Linked DNA regions of Pan troglodytes: region 2 is linked to region 1. A link is a contact called in public Hi-C data. All regions are on one chromosome and are shown on one strand. Each heading gives the region's core, a stretch centred on a gene start, on an enhancer-like site or on the middle of the called end of the contact. The rest is flanking DNA. Distances are from core to core; before and after follow the strand shown.

Evidence for each region. A called contact is a pair of places that touch in the nucleus more often than the background predicts.
Region 2: a contact with region 1 is called in a Hi-C map of stem cell-derived neural progenitor cells, with 5 times the contacts expected there. The contact joins the promoter of COL1A2 here to the enhancer-like site in region 1. A contact is called at or near these places in 4 of 7 Hi-C or Micro-C datasets (blood, induced pluripotent stem cells and stem cell-derived neural progenitor cells), 1 of 1 datasets of contacts at active chromatin or transcription factors (stem cell-derived excitatory neurons) and 1 of 1 other capture datasets (stem cell-derived neural stem cells).

Annotation. Positions count from the first base shown.
Region 1 is chr6:103,680,735-103,683,999 of NHGRI_mPanTro3-v2.0_pri, forward strand. All of the region lies in intron 2 of LOC104007326 (a long non-coding RNA gene), which reads right to left. Among named protein-coding and RNA genes, the nearest start is that of COL1A2, 90 kb to the right of the region's middle. Within about 2 kb of position 1,622, at least 8 of the 24 cell types and tissues checked have an H3K27ac peak or open chromatin away from gene starts, as enhancers often do. A contact at or near this core is called in induced pluripotent stem cells, stem cell-derived excitatory neurons, stem cell-derived neural progenitor cells and 1 more, where this site is marked.
Region 2 is chr6:103,770,773-103,773,976 of NHGRI_mPanTro3-v2.0_pri, forward strand. It overlaps COL1A2 (collagen type I alpha 2 chain), which reads left to right and starts at 1,582. Exons shown (of 52, transcript XM_001168894.7): 1 at 1,582-1,770. The coding sequence starts at 1,701.

The DNA.
Region 1 (3,265 bases), core at 372-2,871:
ATACAGTGTCCATGCTATATGTCAAGAATATTATTACTCATAGCAGCTTTTTAAAAATTGTAGTGTAGTATGTGTCCTTATGTTAATCTTAAACCACAACTTAAAGAACTTCAACCAGTCTCAGCCCTTCCTGCCCTCCATGCATTTATCTTCATGATGAAGCATTTAATTTCTCCACATTTAAGATCAGTTTTATTATTTTTCTTTATTAAAGATATTAGGAATGAAGAAACATTGGCAAAATTATGTTGCTTGTTCTTAATTTTTTTACTGTTACTATTATTAATCTTGTTCCGGCCATGGTACTGGAGTACAATATTTCCTTTTGTGGAACATGGTCATTTTGCTATTCCAAACAAAGTTTGTGAAGATTGAAGTTGGAAGGGTTGTGAACTATGAATAACCCACAGAGTCCTAAACGGTTGTTACATTATTATTTTTCTCACAATTATCCTACGAACAAAACACACAGATTTATTTGGAAAGGCTCGGAACAATGAAATAAATACAGTACTGATTTCAAATGCAAATGTCACGTCATTTCTAAATGAGTCAACCTTCAAAAGACAATGAAAAATCAACCAGAAAATTTCTGCATGTCAAAGAATTTTAAAGGTGATAGCTAGTAAATTGAAGTACACATCAAAGTTTCTCCAATAAAAATGTTAAATATAAGTTACTTCTTCATACATATCTAAAACCTGTCAAGTACAGGGGAAAATAATCTGTCCCACCCCCACCCATAAACTGAACAGATCACAGAAATAACTGACATCTTTCCGCTTCCGAGGAGTGGCCACAGGTTAGTGACAGTATAATAGTTCCTGTGTGGGAGTGTCCCTGAGTTCTAGCTCCTCCAACGCGAATCATGGCAGTGGCAGTATGTCCAAATCCTGGTAGCAATGCCGAGGATGCATGCAGTCAGAATGGCAAGTGCAAAAGGCATTTCTGGGTCTGTCAAGGCCCTAGGCTGCTGGGTAACTTAGGGGTCATCTCAGCAAGAAAGGACAAGAAAGGATTTATAAGTATACGTACACACTCCCTGGAAATGCATCTAGAGTAGGATTCTCTAACACAGTGGACTTCCTGCAGCCAGGAAAGCAGAGTCTTGGACTTCAAGATGTGGGTGTTCAAGTTAATGACAACACCTGTTCTCACCAGCTGGTGAAACCCGAAGAGCCCCCCCGCCCCATCAAGGTTACAAGTGTCTTACATATTTTGAAGAGAGATTGATGCTACCTGTTGTTAATTTATGAGGTGAGTGGGTTGAAAATTAAGGAGGCGGAAAAAATTGTGACATGCAAATGATTTTCCTCCCCCTATGGATCAGAACTTTAATCACACAATAAATATTCTTGTTCTCCATGTGGATGATGCAGGTGACCTCAATTTCACAAAGGCTTGTAAAATCCAGTATGTGTTTCTCTGTTCTGTACAGGGAAATTTGAGTAAACGATTGACTTTTCACTGAAATTTAGGTTTCCTAATGACCCCCACATAAATAATGCAGCTAGAAATTACTGAGGACTAGCCCAGTCGCTTGGTGGCTAGCACTTTCCCCTCCCTTCAGCGGTATCCGTGCATTGTGCCTTTAAGGCAGCAGGGGCTCACTAGCTCCTCGGGCTGAACTCTGCCCTCCCTGGGCAGTGACTCACACTCTGCAGGCTCAGACAAATGGAATCTCCCCCTGTGAGAGCCCCGCAGCCTTCCACTGTGAAAAGTCATCAGAGTGCCTGAAGGGAATATTTCCCCCACTTCCAACCTCTAAGCTCTGAGGCCACAAGTGTTTTTCACTGAGAGGGCCAGAATGTTCTAAAAGCCTGTGGAAATTAAAAGCGTAATTCATGACACAGCAAAACTTTTTCTTCCCCCCATCATCTAAGACCACCTACGGAAAAGAGAGAAATGGGCTAATGCCAGATTGAGGCCTGGAGGAGAAGCCCCAGTCAACTCTCTTTTCAGTCCTTCCACAGCACAGACCAAACACACACACACATACACACGTGCATGCACACACATCCATACTATACATCATCGTATTGTTGTCTCAGGTTTGGGGAAAACGAAATGTTTCAAGACGGATGAGAAGGGAAATTGTGTGAGGAACTGCAGCTCTCCTCCAAAAATGTGTGTGTGTGTGTGTGTGTGTGTGTGTGTGTGTGTGTGTGTGAGAGAGAGAGAGAGAGGAGGAGGAGAAGGAGAAGGAGGAGGAGGAAGCAGAGGAAGAGAGGGAGGAATGGGGAAGAGGGACAGAGATAGGGGGCATGGAGGGAGAGCCAGACAATGAAGTAAAAGAACAATCAAAACAAAGTTCCTTCTCCCTCCCCCAGTTCCAGATTTTTGGGCAGCTTCCAAACTTGCTAACTTTCCCAAGGACAAGTTTTAAAGAAATGTTCAAAAAGCCAACAAAACGAAATGTAGATACATTTGAAACTTCTTAGATAACAGTTACAGACAGCAGTAGCAATCCAACTCTAAAACTGGGCCATTGAAAAGGAGGAGGAGGAGTCTGTGTCCCTGACTGCCACACTTGAAAAGAACTCTAGCTCTGAGGAGTTGATCCGTCTTCCCAATCCCTCATCCACCCAAGCCCAAAAACTCAGACTTTTCAATGGAATCCACCATCCTATGCTTACACTGGTGTGGGAAAACCATCACATACTTTTATTTCTAAATGTTTCTGTTCTGTTTGTTTAAATATGCATAATGTATCAGAAAGAAATGGAAAAAAAGGAGTAGCCCGTTTAAATACAAAGAAACGGTGTTAATGAAAACTAAGTGAAGCATAATCTTAATTTATACCCCAAATCTAGTATGACATGAATTGATAGATTAGTTACATAAGTAAAAAGTTTTCCTGAAAGCAGAAATTAAAGTTTAGTTGTTTTGCTTCATAACAGTTTAGTGCAATACAAACTTGTAAACTGACATTGATACTTACTTGGTTCATGTTCTGTTACCTATTTTAAGGTTGAAACACTAAGACAACAAAGATCTGCTAATAATTTATTCTTAATTAAAAGACGCAATCTAAGAAGTAACTTTTAACAACTTTCTAGTTTTTTTTTATAACAGTATAAACTTCTTCAGTTAATCTTGTGAACCTTGCAACAAATTTACCCACAGATGAAAGTATTAGATAATATGAAAAGATTCAGAAGCCATTGCAATGTACTATTGATTTCCTTTCCCTCCTGAGGATATTTCCAAGGGTTTGCTTTCTCCAACCAACTCTTTAACCTGGGAGTCAGCACTTAGTGATCTG
Region 2 (3,204 bases), core at 332-2,831, 90 kb after region 1:
CAGGCAACTACAGCCCACTTGCTTCTGTTTCTTAGAGACAGAACTGACCTAAAGATGCCCCCTTTGCGATGACTTCTGGGATAGAGCAGCACTCTAACTAGGCCCCCGCTGCCTCATGGGGACCTTAGGCAAGTAGAGGAGAGGCCTGACACACACACACACACACACACACACACACACAGCCTTTCAAACCTAGGGCCTGGAATGCCATCTCAAGAGGCTTTAGAAAAAGGCACAGGACCTTTGGCCTCCCACCTCAGGGTCAAAGTACCAGTTCCTCCTCTCCCTAGTAGGGAGTGGAGGGTTGGATGGAGGCGGCCAGAGAAGAGGGAAGTTGGGTGCTGGGGAGAGAGTTAACATCCACGTTGGTGGGCGCACTGCTTGGGGTGTTACCAGCGAAGACTACGAAGACCCCAAGCTCGAATCAGAAGGGCCTCTGGATGTGCTAGGGGAGATGCTTGGGTGTGGCTGTAAGAGATGGGACAGAGAGTAAGCAGCAAGGTCAAGAGGGACCGGGGGGCTCACGGGAGGGTTGAAGGGTCCAGGCTCAGGGTAGAACTGGTAAATCCAGACAAGGAGCCCATGGAGAAGGGGAGGGGAGACTGGAAACCATGAAAGATCCCCCACCGCAGCCTCAGAAAGGAGAGACTGAGAAATAAGTTCTCGGTCTCCAGGTCGGTTGGAGTCGTGTCGGAGTGCCAGACCATCCCCCAAAAGACCCTCTTTGGAATGAGCCTCAGCAAAGGCAAGCTAGGAGGTCGAAGGACTTCCCCAGGTGACTCGGTCTAGTCTAGAGTTCGCAAAGCCTATCCTCCCTGTAGCCGGGTGCCAAGCAGCCTCGACCCTGCTCCCCAGCCCACCTGCCAACAAAAGGCGCCCTCCGACTGCAACCCAGCCCTCCACAGACAGGACCCCCCCTTTCCCGAAGTCATAAGACAAAGAGAGTGCATCACTGCTGAAACAGTGGGCGCACACGAGCCCCAAAGCTAGAGAAAAGCGGGACGGGGCTGGGGGCGGGGTGCAGGGGTGGAGGGGCAGGGAGGCGGGCTCCGGCTGCGCCACGCTGTCGAGTCTTCCCTCCCTCCTTCTCTGCCCCCTCCGCTCCCGCTGGAGCCCTCCACCCTACAAGTGGCCTACAGGGCACAGGTGAGGCGGGACTGGACAGCTCCTGCTTTGATCGCCGGAGATCTGCAAATTCTGCCCATGTCGGGGCTGCAGAGCACTCCGACGTGTCCCATAGTGTTTCCACACTTGGAAAGGGCGGGGGAGAGCGGGAGGATGCGGAGGGCGGAGGTATGCAGACAACGAGTCAGAGTTTCCCCTTGAAAGCCTCAAAAGTGTCCACGTCCTCAAAAAGAATGGAACCAATTTAAGAAGCCAGCCCCGTGGCCACGTCCCTTCCCCCATTCGCTCCCTCCTCTGCGCCCCCGCAGGCTCCTCCCAGCTGTGGCTGCCCGGGCCCCCAGCCCCAGCCCTCCCATTGGTGGAGGCCCTTTTGGAGGCACCCTAGGGCCAGGGAAACTTTTGCCGTATAAATAGGGCAGATTCGGGCTTTATTATTTTAGCACCACGGCAGCAGGAGGTTTCGGCTAAGTTGGAGGTACTGGCCACGACTGCATGCCCGCGCCCGCCAGGTGATACCTCCGCCGGTGACCCAGGGGCTCTGCGACACAAGGAGTCTGCATGTCTAAGTGCTAGACATGCTCAGCTTTGTGGATACGCGGACTTTGTTGCTGCTTGCAGTAACCTTATGCCTAGCAACATGCCAATGTAAGTGCCTTCAGCTTGTTTGGGGGAGACTGGGTAGAGAGGTTAGATGGGAGGGCACCCTGCCCTGAAAAGGAAAACCCGTAACCTGAATTCCAGGTACACTTGGAGGGCAGACTCTCAGGCATGTGGGAAAACGCCGGAATTGATAAGAAACATGGAAATTACTTTAAAAAATGAAAACATAAAAGCCTTGCCAAAAGTTAGGGAACTTTTCCTCTAAGTTCAGAGTGAGACGGTTAACTCGGTCTGGCTCCTCAGCTTAGTAACCCCCAAAGGGAGCGGAAGGTCTTTTTCCCTAAGGATGAGATATTAACGACCAATGTGGTGGAGGAAGTCAAGGGCCTGCACCCCACAGGCCCCATAACCGCACTGATGTCCACCTTGTAAAACTTGAGGCCTGCGTTAGAAAACCCTTCAACTGAGTAATGTAAAACTCACCTCCTAAGAGCTTTTATCTTCTGGGCATTGTAAGGCTTGTCCGGAGGAGGAGGATGACGATGCTGATATGATGATGGTTATAAGGCGCCCTCTGGAGGAAGGAAAATGAAAGTACAGGGGACAGGGCCTTAAGCAAATGGAATCCCAATTAAAGCTTCTACGGATTTATACAGATTAATGATCAGCATTTCTGGTTGGAGCCTTTCCCAGTGGCTAGTCAGTGAACCCTGGAAAGAAGAATGGATGCTACTTGGAGTGGGTACATTCTGAAAAGTAATATAAGTGTCTCAATTCACTTTCTAGTCATGGAAATGGTAACATTTTTTAACTCAAATCTGCTCTAAATTTTGTTTGAGCCTGAGAATTACCCCTTTGACATGTTCCCAGTGATAAGCAAACATTATGAACGCAGCAAGTTGAGAAATATCAACATTGAGATGAGACTCAAGAGACCGGGGTTTTTCCCATGAGTCTGACACCAATTTGCTGCGTGACTTTGGGCAAGTCAAACGGCCTTTTCTAAAATGCGAGACAGAGATTAAAGGGACCCCAAGGCCACTTTCCAGCTCTAGGTTCCATGGCCAGACTTTCATGTCAACAGAGAATGAAGAAGATCAGTCCGTTTTCATCTTGAAAATGGCTGCCAAAGTGCTAGACAAAGATATTGACTAGATGGGGGATGGTATTGTCTGACCACACCCAGTACTCCAAAAAGTTGTTCCATCCACACAGCACGGTGTCTACCACTGCATAATTTCTAATGCATTTGTGTGTTTGTGTGTGTGTGTGTGTGTGTGTGTCTGTGTGTCTGTTCCCCCTTCATTCACTTTTAGTATACATACTGTGGATACTAAGGAGTAATTGCAGTGAACAAATTCACATTACTGAGTTCATATTTTTAATGAGATCTTGAGAGTGGGAGGAAAGAGTCGGCTCCTAGAGAATAAAATGAAGGCAGACTTAGGGAAATTTGAAGGTACAAAGGCAACTTACCTT